Linked DNA regions of Mus musculus: regions 2 and 3 are each linked to region 1. Evidence: chromatin contacts called from public HiChIP or PLAC-seq data. All regions are on one chromosome and are shown on one strand. The core of a region is the stretch at or near the end of the contact, and the rest is flanking DNA. Distances in the headings are between cores, read along the strand shown. Region 1 overlaps Lrch1 (leucine-rich repeats and calponin homology (CH) domain containing 1). Region 2 holds the start of Rubcnl (RUN and cysteine rich domain containing beclin 1 interacting protein like). Region 3 overlaps Lrch1 (leucine-rich repeats and calponin homology (CH) domain containing 1).

The links. HiChIP or PLAC-seq counts read pairs in DNA pulled down with a chosen protein or histone mark.
Region 2: a contact with region 1 is called in an H3K4me3 HiChIP or PLAC-seq map of bone marrow-derived macrophages, with 4 times the contacts expected there. The contact joins the promoter of Rubcnl here to the enhancer-like site in region 1. A contact is called at or near these places in 23 of 39 promoter capture datasets (the 3T3-L1 cell line, 3T3-L1-derived adipocytes, the HPC-7 cell line and 15 more), 6 of 15 datasets of contacts at CTCF or cohesin (CD8 T cells, the NIH/3T3 cell line, embryonic stem cells and 1 more), 12 of 484 Hi-C or Micro-C datasets (the CH12 cell line, Sertoli cells, bone marrow-derived macrophages and 5 more), 11 of 115 datasets of contacts at active chromatin or transcription factors (bone marrow-derived macrophages, embryonic stem cells, forebrain and 5 more) and 6 of 9 other capture datasets (adipose tissue, bone marrow-derived macrophages, embryonic stem cells and 3 more).
Region 3: an H3K4me3 HiChIP or PLAC-seq map of bone marrow-derived macrophages shows a contact between it and region 1, with 4 times the contacts expected there. The contact joins two enhancer-like sites. A contact is called at or near these places in 1 of 15 datasets of contacts at CTCF or cohesin (large pre-B cells), 2 of 484 Hi-C or Micro-C datasets (CD4 T cells and cortical neurons), 3 of 115 datasets of contacts at active chromatin or transcription factors (bone marrow-derived macrophages, cardiomyocytes and microglia) and 3 of 9 other capture datasets (adipose tissue, embryonic stem cells and liver).

Annotation. Positions count from the first base shown.
Region 1 is chr14:74,772,785-74,776,804 of GRCm38.p6, forward strand. It overlaps Lrch1 (leucine-rich repeats and calponin homology (CH) domain containing 1), which reads right to left. Exons shown (of 19, transcript NM_001252132.1): 18 at 2,797-2,874. Among named protein-coding and RNA genes, the nearest start is that of Esd, 42 kb to the left of the region's middle. Within about 2 kb of position 1,652, at least 21 of the 459 cell types and tissues checked have an H3K27ac peak or open chromatin away from gene starts, as enhancers often do. A contact at or near this core is called in bone marrow-derived macrophages, macrophages and neutrophils, where this site is marked.
Region 2 is chr14:75,014,027-75,018,046 of GRCm38.p6, forward strand. It overlaps Rubcnl (RUN and cysteine rich domain containing beclin 1 interacting protein like), which reads left to right and starts at 2,001. Exons shown (of 14, transcript NM_198642.2): 1 at 2,001-2,140.
Region 3 is chr14:74,903,487-74,907,506 of GRCm38.p6, forward strand. All of the region lies in intron 1 of Lrch1 (leucine-rich repeats and calponin homology (CH) domain containing 1), which reads right to left. Among named protein-coding and RNA genes, the nearest start is that of Gm10847, 17 kb to the right of the region's middle. Within about 2 kb of position 2,150, at least 62 of the 459 cell types and tissues checked have an H3K27ac peak or open chromatin away from gene starts, as enhancers often do. A contact at or near this core is called in bone marrow-derived macrophages, where this site is marked.

The sequences.
Region 1 (4,020 bases), core at 402-2,901:
AGTACCTTTCTGACCCAAGATACAACTCTCCCGCCATTCTAAACAGGTACCCGGTTAAAAGAAAGACCATTCCTACCAAGTCCTGAGGCCATGGCTAGCTTATTTTAAACCTTGTGAAAACATTCTCACTGAGCCACAGCAATATCTACTGTATGACATAGGTGGTTGATTCTTCATCGATCAAAGACTCCTCTCAGCCTGAGAGACTACCAGTAATATTCCTAAAGTAGCCAAAATGTGGGATGATAGCTAACAGGGAGCCTGGTACATGCAAACCAGAAGGCAGGAGGACCAAGCTGACTCAGAAACAACAAAGGAAGCTCAGAGGTATACATGGCTTCGTGGGCCTAAGACGTCACCAGATTCGGATGCTTGGGTGATACAAAGACTCTACTGTGAAAGATCTAGGAGCCCATAAGGCATTGTCCTCAAGACTAAAGTGATGCTTGCACGGATACCAAAGATAGCTGCAAATACGACCTGTAGCCTTAGCCCCACACAGGGTACTGCTTTGTTACCTGATATTGTCTACAGTTTGGAATCGAGTCTACCAAAGAAGCCATGTGTGCATGAGAGCCAGTCCAGAGCTACTCTTCCCAGGCTACTGTCAGGGATGGGCTTAACGTGCCACACCCTCTGCTATCCACCTAGTGAGTTGAAAGGCTGCCTTCCCATACCCCACACAGACATATGTCCTAGATAATCAACAGCCTACAACTTGGTTCTGAGGATCAACTGTTTAACCATCCATAAAGGTTTCACAAACACTGCCCAACTTCGGGGCAAATATCAAGGACTGTACTGGTGGAGACTTCTGAAGCTATTATAGTAAGAACAACTTCAAAAACTGTTCCCAGCCCGTCGATGGACTTTGCATGCAATGGTTTAGCTGAATCTGCTCAGCTCCTGCACATGTCCCTGAGTACCTGATAAACTTAAAACGGTTTACGCTGACTTTAGGCTATAGTTCCAAACCGTGATTCTCCCAAGGAACAGAACGAATGCAATCTTAGAGAAGAGATGGGCTTCATGTCATCCCCTGGAGGGAAACAATGCCTCATATATTTGTGAGATGAAAATGTTCTGTTGTGAGTCGAGCAGGAAGACTTGTGGACTACCTTCCAATCGGGGAGTTCTGGTTTTCCACTCATGCATGATGCCTTCCTTGCTGAAAACCACTCACTGAATTAAAAATAACTAAGTATATAGCTAACTGGGACATGGGATTCTGTGTTACTCACTTGCTTTTACCCTTCTTGAGAATTATAAGTTACCTACACTGTTAGAAGCACCACAGAAGGGGCATAACTCAGAAATTCTGATTTTTTGCTCTTTTTATGGTAATCTAATTTCCCTTCCTTCCTTCTTTTTCTCACAGGAAGTGAGTAAGGGCACTCGCATTCCATTTTTTCCCAGAGTAAGCCAGTCATGACAGTGACAAGGACGCTCCTTCATAATTCATGAGGGCTTTCCAGTGCAGACACAAGTAATTTACCACATGAAATTGGCTTGAAGGGTTTCTGATTCACAGTGGGAGCCCCCACGAGCCCACGGTAGAATCAAATTATCAGAAAAGCTGTGTGTTCACAAATATCTGAAGCCAAGATGTTTGTGCAATATTCAAACACACACACGCAAGACAGACGCACAGATGAACACAGTTGAAAGCAGAAGTGGTCGCCGAGACATTGTGGCCAGTATATAAAGATTAGGTTTTGTTTTTCAAAAACAGAATTGGTAAATTTCTCTTCATCGACACAGCTTGATGTAAGAACACTTTAAATATAGTCTCCCTTTTCTCAAATAACACTGGAATCCTAACCGTCCCCTAAGCTAAAATAAGAAGGAGGGGGAAAAAAAAAAGAAAAATAGGGGATGGGTAGGAAGAAAGGGCTGCTGGGTGGACTTTAATAGCCTGTGTAGTATACTTTGAAATGTGATTCATGAGCTCAGAGTCTCTCAGAAGAGGTTTGTTTGTTTGTTTGTTTTGGCTTTTTATTTGTTTGTTTAACTGTTTGCTTTTTAAGTTACTTTATCTTTATCATTAAGGAAACAAAGAAGCCATAAGAAAAGTAACTTCTCATTTCTGTTCACCATTGTGACAAAGATCATGTTAATTGGTGCCGCTGCTGCCTAAATCCTGGAGTCGTTTTATCTTAAATTAAATAGGGAAGTCTCTGAACGCTCCAAGTACCCATTCAAGGAGGCCAGTGGGACTGAGCCGGGGACAGGGAAAAGGTAAACTGTATCATTAGGCAGGCTACAGAGGACTGCCAAACGGGCTGAGAGTAGACTACAGGATAAAACGAAAATGTCAGTAGTTAGCACCCTACACAGGCCTATGCATCTTCATCACCGATGATAACAATCACTGGATTTTTAATGAACATTAGTTTGATTCATATCTTAAAATACTGGGAATGAAATCCAGCAATTAATGGACTTTGCAAAGCAGCCAGGGCTAAGGAAGGCCTGCTTCTCTTAGCTACTCTGTAATTCACCAATATTAGAGCTTTTTCTTTCCAATTTGGAATTTCACATTTTCTAACACTAAATGATTTTCCACCTTTTTCTTAGAATTGAAAAGATATGTAAGACCATTTTAGTTAAACTGCAATAGAGCAACTTCAGTTTAAAAAAAAAAATGTAGGTTATTTATTTGAAGGTATCTCTTGAAACTGAAAAAAAAAAGATGCAAAACAAACAAACAAACAAAAAGATGTCTATTCATGGTTCAAACAGCTAGGCTGACGTTTTTTATCAAAACGTGGCCATTTGAACTAAGTCTGGTGTTACCTCGGGAACGCCAAGTTTCCTGCACGCTTCCAAGAAGTTTTCCACGTTCCTCCTGCACTTGGCCATGCTGAGTTTAGGCTAAAAAGGGAAACATACAGAAGCAACATATTATTAAGATAAAAAGCTATCTAGAAACAGCCATCTAGAGGCAAAAACTTAATATTCTTAATATTCTTGAGGTGTGTGCATGCACAGGTATTTACATATGCATATTAGCTAGATAACTTTAAATACACACAAGCATGTAATGTTGATATGCTAACATATATGTATGCTAGGATTTCTTCTCATATGCCTAAGTATCTGTGTGAGTGCACACAAAAACAAACTCAGAGTTCTGTGCGACGATACAGTTTGATAAGCCGTTTCAGTTCACCTAAAAATATACCATAGCCAACACCTTTCTCCAACAACAAATGTTTTTCGATACAAAAATTAAAATCCATGAGGCTAATTGTCTCCTCACACACACAAAAAAAAGTTTAATTAGAAAGACACAAACAAAAAGGCAAAAAGCACTAAAAGTTGTAGATTTGACCCAAAGCTTCCAACTGCTGCACAGACCCTCACCTCAAGTGACCTGGGAAGGGTAGATGGGTAACAGGCCCACTTGATTCATGTAGGAAAATTCTTCTATAGTAAATTTTAAACACTTTTGCCAATTTTTTAATATACCACCATTACTTTCCTTAAAGAGGAAAGCAAGAAGTATGACTGACCCAAATTTTCCAAGGGAAAAACTGTGTTTAATAATGGGGATGATGATGATGATAAATAATAGGAATAGTAAAGACTTATCATGTTAATAGCAGGAAGTGACCATATTAATATGGTCATATTAATTAGATCAATTGGGATGCCAGTGTTTTGCTTACAGCCTGAAATACAATCTGAAAAACTGAAGAAACAAATTTTCCCCATCCCCCAAAGATAATTTTTAGTCCACTGAGAATAGCAATGACTCTATCTATCCACATTACAAAAAACAAAAACAAACCCCCTCACTATGGGGCTCGTGAAATGAAAGACCAGAGCACTTAATGCTTGCAGTAACACAGTCAGGACAGGTACCCTCAGCACTGCTGATGGAACTGAGAGCCGTACTGGCTGTCTGTTCTTTCCCATGCTGCATCTGGTGCTGAACTCACAACAGTGAAACCAAAATATATGACCTTGGGCCCCACAACTCTAGTGTAGCTGGAAACAAGGAGCTGAAAGAGGGTC
Region 2 (4,020 bases), core at 751-3,250, 240 kb after region 1:
ATTCCTGCACAAACATCATGACCAAGAAGCAAGTTGGGGAGGAAAGGGTTTATTCGGCTTACATTTCCATACTGCTGTTGATCACCAAAGGATGCAGGACTGGAACTCAAGCAGGTCAGAAAGCAGGAGCTGATGCAGAGGCCATGGAGGGATGTTTTTTACTGGCTTGCTCAGCCTGCTCTCTTATAGAACCAAGATTACCAGCCCAGAGATGGTCCCACCCACAAGGGGCCTTTCCCCCTTGATCACTAATTGAGAAAATGCCTTACAGTTGGATCTCGTGGAGGCATTTCCTCAACTGAAGCTCCTTTTTCTGTGATAACTCCAGCTGTGTCAAGTTGACACAAAACTAGCCAGTACAGATGGATTTCAATCGTGGGAGGTCAGAATGGCAGGTTCCATCCATCTGTTGGAGTGGGTGGTGGAGGCAAAGTCTTGTTCACATAGGAGCAGAGCAGGAAGCAGAAAGTTGTGGGATTGGGGCTGGGCTATAAACATGAAAGTCCCACTTTTAGTGACCTACTTCCACCAGCTCAGCTCTACTCCTAAAGGTTCCAGGGTCTCCCAAAATATCACCAGCTATTGGGGAACAATCTTAAAAACAAACAAACAAAACCTGTAGGGGACATCTCAGATTCAAACTTTCAGATTTCTTTATTATTTACTATATATAAGGAAGCCCAGTTCATATACTGTAGCTGTCTTCAGACACACCAGAAGAGGACATCAGATCTCATTACAGATGGCTGTGAGCCACCATGTGGTTGTGGGATTCGAACTCAGGACCTCTGAAAGAGCAGTCAGTGCTTTTAACTGATGAGCCATCTCTCCAGGCCCCAGATTCAAACTTTAATGTGCTCAGCATGACATTCACTGTAAGATTCTTTCTCCATGTCCTGTGCTCTGATTTCTCTCCTTTTAGATATTCCTGAATCAAGTTTCTCACATAGTCCCCTTTTCATAATTTGTCGGCTTATTTGATGCTTCATAGAAATTGGATATAAGGGCTGTCGAGAAGGTCCTGAGTTCAAATCCCAACAACCACATGGTGGCTCACAACCATCCGTAATGAGATCTGACACCCTCTTATGGAGTATCTGAGGATAGCTACAGTGTACTTATATATAATAAATAAATAAATCTTAAAAAAAAAGAAAGAAATTGGATATAAGATCTCCTGCCAGATACACCTACCTTAACAAGTCTGACTGTGCTATCTAGCTATGGGACCTCAGATGAGTTATACAACACTGTAAGCCACATATCCCTTAGCTTTGAAACAGATGATTTGTTTCCATCAGGGGTGGCTTCAAGGATACTTAAACAGAAAAGGAAGCAAGCTCAGCAGCCGAGCAACAGCATTAGCACTAACTTGCACTGTTTGTCTATTAACTTGTCTTGAAATAGTCTTGCCATGTAGCTTTTGTTGGCATCAAAGTTTCAATCCTTCTGCTTCCACACCAGCTCCTCTTTCTGACCTTTTAATGTCAGGTTTTCCCAGAGGGTGGTCAGATAACTCAGGATCTTTCCAGGTCTAACCCAGTGTAACCCCCAAGTAAACCGGCCACACGGGAAGGGGAAGACAATGATGGACAGCTAGTATTCAGCTGACTTTGTCTTATTGTTTTCTAACTTACTCCGAAGAGGCAACAACTAGTTAAGTTTAAACCATCCAAACTAGGATGCCCCAGGGACTGAAGGTGTTTCAGAGATGTTAAACAAATAATCCAAAATATCATTGTATTTGCTCCACGACCTGGACAAGTCAATGAACAAAACCAAGGGACCGTCAAAAGCGATGGAAGTAGGTTTTGAGAACGGAGCCCTGTAGGCGAAGCAGGGATCCATTTCCCAATTTTAGCAGAGATGACTTGGGATGCTGGAGCTGTGTGCAGGATTAAGAGTCCCAGTTCTTTCCCCAAAGAGCACCGTGCGCCACCTAGAGGAGCTGAGGGCAGTTGCACGTTCGAAGTCGAGAGAACTTCGGTTTCTATTGGTGAAAACTTTCTGTATTCGTTGGCAGCTTCTCTCTGCACCATCAGAACCTCGGAGCTGTTGGCACACGGAGGAGGTGATCCGAACCTGTCGCTGCCACGGGGCAAGGTGGCTATTTGGTGGATAAAACGGCCAGGAGGCGTAGGTAAGTCGCGGTCCCCGCGAGGTTCTCTGACTTGAGCTCCTACACATCCGAGTTGGGAGGTGGGGGGAGCCGCAGCTTGGGAGTTGGGGGCGGGGAGCTCATTTGTGCCAAGTTTGTTTTTCGTGTTTATTACACCCAGGGTTGGCGGGTCGGTGGCGTCCGAGGGCAGAGTGTGTCCGTGAGGCGTGGGTCTAAAGGCGCCCACTCGGGAGCGCGTCCCCGTGTCTCCGCGTTCTCGCAGTCTCAGGCTTCGCTTTCCCCGAGCTTTTCAGATCACGAGTGTCGCGGGCGGAGGGAAGCAAAGATAACTGGCGTCCCCGCAGCGTCCTGGCTGCATCCCTGTCCTAGCTGCCTGTCCTCAAGGCAGTGACCCCTGAAGGTGTCCTGAAGCAGCGCTGGCGAGCCCTACTGGCCTGCCTGCAGGAAGCAAGGCACAGTGCAGATGAGAAGCCCTGGGCTAGGGAGAGATGACTTAGGGTGACCCATGTTCCTGGAGGCGCTCAGGACAGTGTCATGGTTGCTTGGGAGCTGTGGGAAGTTGTCTCTGGAGAGAAGAGGACTTTTGCGGTGTGACTTTACAAAACAAGGGCCAGGAGAGGTAGCCAGGCATCCTCATTGCGGCAGGACAGAGACGAACCCAGGCGGTCCCCTGGCTCTTCTCAGTTCCTCAAAGGCATGAACCTTGAGAACCCCATCCTCATATCCAACTGCCCTGGACTTGTCAAGGTAGCTGAAAAACGTTTCGCCAATGTAAGCAAGCACACTCCACCTGAAGTCCGTCTACCTGCTGACCTGGAATTGAAGCAATTCCCTGACCCGGTGAGGGATTTGCCCGTGGAAGAGAGAATGCTTGAAAAGGGATATTACTCTAAATGAGAACGAAGGCTCAGAAAACAAAATCAAACAAACCAAAACCAAGCAAACAAAACAATATACCTCCCCATGTATTCTGGAGGTGCCCCTATGGCAAGTTACACTGCCAAGTGCTAGATCTTCAGTTGAAGTTGTGGTTCGAGAGAGCAAAGGTTTGGGGCCCAGTTAGTAAACTTGGGATTTCTTAGACAAGTCCCAAGTCCAAATAGTCGTCAAGGCACCTCCATGACCCCAGTTCCCTTGGTGAGAGGGGAGAACACAGGTTCCGTTCCCCTGAGAGTTAGAAAGATTAATGAACTGAAGGGACAGAGGTATCCTGGGAAAGCCTTACGTGTGGCCTTTACAAGAAAGTGACCAGCACTGTGGCCACAGCTCCTGTCTGCAGTGGCCAGCAGATGCTCCATGCAAGCTTGGTCTTTTCATAATTCCGTGTGGCAAGGGTCAAAGCACGTCTGTTTCTTCATTCCCCCCACCCCCAGCTCTCAGTTCCTCTTTGCCGTGCCACCTGACCCTGCTCCTCAAAATCTTTTATTATTAGATAATAGGAACTGTGTTGCCTGCAGTGGTGGTGCACACCTTTAATCCCAGCACTTGGGAGGCAGAGGCAGGCGGATTTCTGAGTTCGAGGCCAGCCTGGTCTACAACGTGAGTTCCAGGACAGCCAGGGCTATGCAGAGAAACCCTGTATCAAAAAAAAAAAAAAAAAAAAAAAAAAAAAAAAAAAAAAACCGACAATAACAACAAAAAGGAACTGTGTCTTCTCATTCATTTCTTCAGAATCTGTATAGAGTTGAGGAAGGGGTACGAGGAACGTTGATGGAATTTGAGTTTTACAGAACGAAGGCTTAGACACGATGAGTTTCGTTCTGTAATCTTGCATGATTTTAAAATTAGATTTATTTTATTTTATGTATTCGTGTTTTGTCTGCATGTATGTCTGTGTACCATGTGTGTGTCTGGTGCCTAAGGAGATCACAAGAAGGCCTCAGATCCTCCAGCGATAGATG
Region 3 (4,020 bases), core at 900-3,399, 130 kb after region 1:
GACTGACTGGTTGACTGCTAGAAACGTGTGTTGTGGTAGCTATTAATAAATGACCCTGACTGAACTCTTGGAGACTCACCTTCAGATAAGTGTTGATGGAAGAGAGAAACCGGAACTCAACACCCCCGTCTTAGTCCAAAATCATCAGTGCCCTTTGACTAAGGGTTAATAGTAGTGGACATTTTCTGGGTGCCAGCCATTGCACTGAACATATTGTATAGTCTATCACCATTCAGTACTCACGGATTCCCTTTAAGAGAAAAAGCAAAAGCAAAAGCCTTCTTGCTATTTCATCTCATAGGAAGGATCAGTGTACAAGAAGTCAGGCCTCCCATCCAAAGCAGTAAACATGATGAACTGCAAGGAGAGGCTGGGTGGTCGGTCTACAGACTGATGCAGACGCTGCCCTCCACCTTCAGCAGACATCGGGCTCAACTCCACATCACACAGTCAACATAGTGATCCCAACATGATGAAAGCACGCACTGCAGCAAACTCACTCAGTTATACAAGGAAGCTAGATTCTCTCCAAAGACTTTCCTCATGCCCCAAATCATGGCTCTGTTCAACTTGAACCAAAGACATCCGCCTAGCTTCTCATGTTTAGAGAGTGAGTCTGACCTTTTGAGTCTCCATCAAGGACAGTCGCCATTAAAGCAGAGCTGGATCCACAGCTAGAATTGGATGACAGTGTGGCAAGACAGAAGATCCGGGACACAAACACAAAATACCAAGTATGAATTCTTCTTAGGCTGATCAAACAGGCTGTTTCCCAGCGAAAGAAAATGGAACAGAGTTGGGGAAAGGGAAGGAAGGAAGGAAGTGGTGTCATTATATCTTAATTTGAAAATATACTTAAGATCTATTCAATTGAAAATGTATTTAAAAATAAATAAGAGCTTCACAAAAAGAAGTTAGAAAAAAATTATGAAGGAAAAAAAAATCACTGAAAAACTTGGTCTCAGTAGATGGGCACCAACTACCAGTTGGGGGGGGGGGGGCGATGTCTTGAGGCAGGTCGGGTTTCTGTCTGACATCCCATGCACTGAAGACCACATGGGAAGGAAGGCCTGTCCATCCTACCTCCTACTTCCTCTTCCCTCCTCCCTCCTCTCCCTCCTCCCCACTCCCTGGCTCTGTGACTACAGCACATGATGAGACCCAGGAACATGGCTAGGCTGGCAGTGCATGCAAGGTGTTCTGGGCTTGATCTCCAGTAGTGTATAAGAGCCAGGTGTGGTGGCACACGCCTGTAATCTCAAAACGCTACAGGAGGTAGAAATGGAGCAATCTGAAGTCTGAGGTCATCCTGGGCTACCAAGGAGTTCAAGAGCAGCGTAAGCTAGAGCCTCTGTCTCTCTGATGCAGGAGGAGATGAAATAAGCAAGACATGGACCAGAACCAGGAGTAGGCATTCTGTATAAATTAGAAATAACTGTATGCATTCATTGCTCACTTGAAACAAATGCTAAGGTTTAAGAATGCACTTCTTGCTTGGGAAGTGTAGAAAGCTCCCTGCTGGGTCAGTCACGAACGGAACCCTGGGCAAGCACAGTAATGACCATGGCCTACGAAAAGGTGAGCAAACATGATTTAAAAAGGCATCCTTTCAAAGGACCGACCGTGTGGTTCAGTCTTGACCTCAGCTTGGCTGCTCCTTCCAGCTGGAAGCCGGGCAACTATCTGAGAAAACCATTATAAAACACGAAACATCTCAAGCCCAGATGTTCATAGGGAGGAAAAAAGAGAAAGAGGAAGAGGCAGGTTGAGAATACAGTTACCAAACATAAAGATGCTTAGAAATAACACTGCTTATGCTACTATGACCAAAAGCCCAGGCAGACAAGGAAACAAACTCTTATTTCTAAAGAACAAGAATCATCATCGCACAGGCATGGTCTTAGTGTGGGAAAACAGAACAGGATTCCCCACCTACATCCTCTGTGTGTGTGTGTGTGTGTGTGTGTGTGTGTGTGTGTGTGTGTGTGTGTGTGTGTACAGGGTCCCCTCCACTTTGGTTTGAGATAGGTTCTCTACCTGGGACCAGGGCCTCCTTGGTTAGGCTAGGCTGGCTGAACACCAAGTCCTACAGCTCTAACAAGTGCGTGCCATGATGCCCGGCTTTCTCACACTGTGCCAAATTAAATAAGCCAGTCACCAAAAAGCAGAACCATAAATGCCATGTGTGTGGCTTATGTGACTTATTTGGAGTCATCAAATGCATAACAAGGCAAAGCAAGACAGCAATTTCAAGAGACTGGGATAAAGAGAGACAGGGGTACTGTTTACTGGACACAGACAGAGTTTCAGGGTTGCCAGACAGTAAGAATTCTAGAAGCCCCATCATTTATCATTATTGAATGCACTAAACAGTGCTGAACTGTGAACCTAATTGAAAGACTAAATATTATGTGTATCTTACCACAATTAAATACATAAACACACCAGGCCTAAACACCACAGACAGACACCACAGACAGCAGGACAGAATGATGATAAAACAGGCAGGTGAACACGGACAGACAGATGTGGACACACACACACACACACACAGAGATTTTCTAAAGTTTCATGTATTGTTGAATATTACCCATTATTCTGTAAGTCAGAGTCACTTTACAATGACTCTGTAAACACTGAACCCAGGCCTTGTGGCGGACTTCAGTTCCCCTACCAAAAGCCCATACCGGAAATTCTGCCTCTTTCATTCACTGTCTAGCCAAATGACCTCAAAAAAACACTTCCCTAAACAGAGCCTGTTTTGTTCTATCACTTCCTTCAATCCTTTTTTCTTGTAAGTGACAAAATAAAAGTTATACAAAATACAGAAAAGTAGATAACACCACACACACATACATACACACATGAGCTTTTTAAAAATTAAATACTTTTTGTTGAACCTACAGAATAATATACATTGAAATGCAAAGCCTTCTATAGACGTAAAAGCCACTCTTGCCACATACAGTAGGTTCCCATGGAGCCTGTTTTTAACACCGACTGTATGCTGCCAGGGCACCAGCTCAGGAAGCCAGTGAAAAGCTACTGGGATCTACACGGTTCTACATGGATCCACAGAGCCCACTGGTATCAAATGAAGGAACAGCGGGACTTCTGAGGGAAGAATGCGCTGCGCACGGATTTCTTTTCACCTGAGTTCTACTGCTGGTGTGTGGTTCTGGTCCACATACCCACACTTGCAAAGATGCACACCAACAGTAAACACGGGTTCAAGACCCTTCAGAACCCAACAGGCCTCTCACACACTTTGGAGGACTAGAAAGGAGCAAAGGGTTTCTCAAAGGGCCCCTCACTGATCAAGGTGATTGTCCTAAGGTACAAGATGGCTTTGATCACCCCATTAGCATTTACCTGCCTTTAATCCTGCCAGATGTTCAGAGGCAGGTTCCTACAGGTTCCCAACATACTTTGCTCAAACGATCAACACGTAACTTTGTTATTTATGTTTCTAGTTTTTAAAAGAAACCTTTTAGTATATGGCTACCTTATAAGCATTAGTCACAGGCAACAGTGGCTTTCTAACATACAGATATTTCTTCCTAAGACACATCACAGCCCATCCTTAGGAACACTAAACACATACCAGCCCTACAACTGAGAACATTCTAAATAGAAATCACCAACAGAAACATGAAAATCCAAAACAGCCTGGGGTTAAGTAGACTGCCACAGAAACACTAACAGTTTGAGGAAACATCAAGAAAAGTGTAGCCTTGTCCAGCCTCACCTGGCACAAGCATCCTGAACTACTAGCATGTTTGGGTATCAGACACATCCATGGACCACCAACACCCAAGAAAGCACCTTAAATATTGCTTTGGGGTAACAAATTTTAACATGTACACACACTCACAGAAGCACAACTTTGCATGAACAGGACCAATCCTAACCCTAATGTTACTGACTGACTGGACTCTCTTAGACCTTCCAAGTATAGCAATAAATATAAAATCTATTCAAACCTATCAGCAGCGACCTATGATCATGTGATCAGCTTCC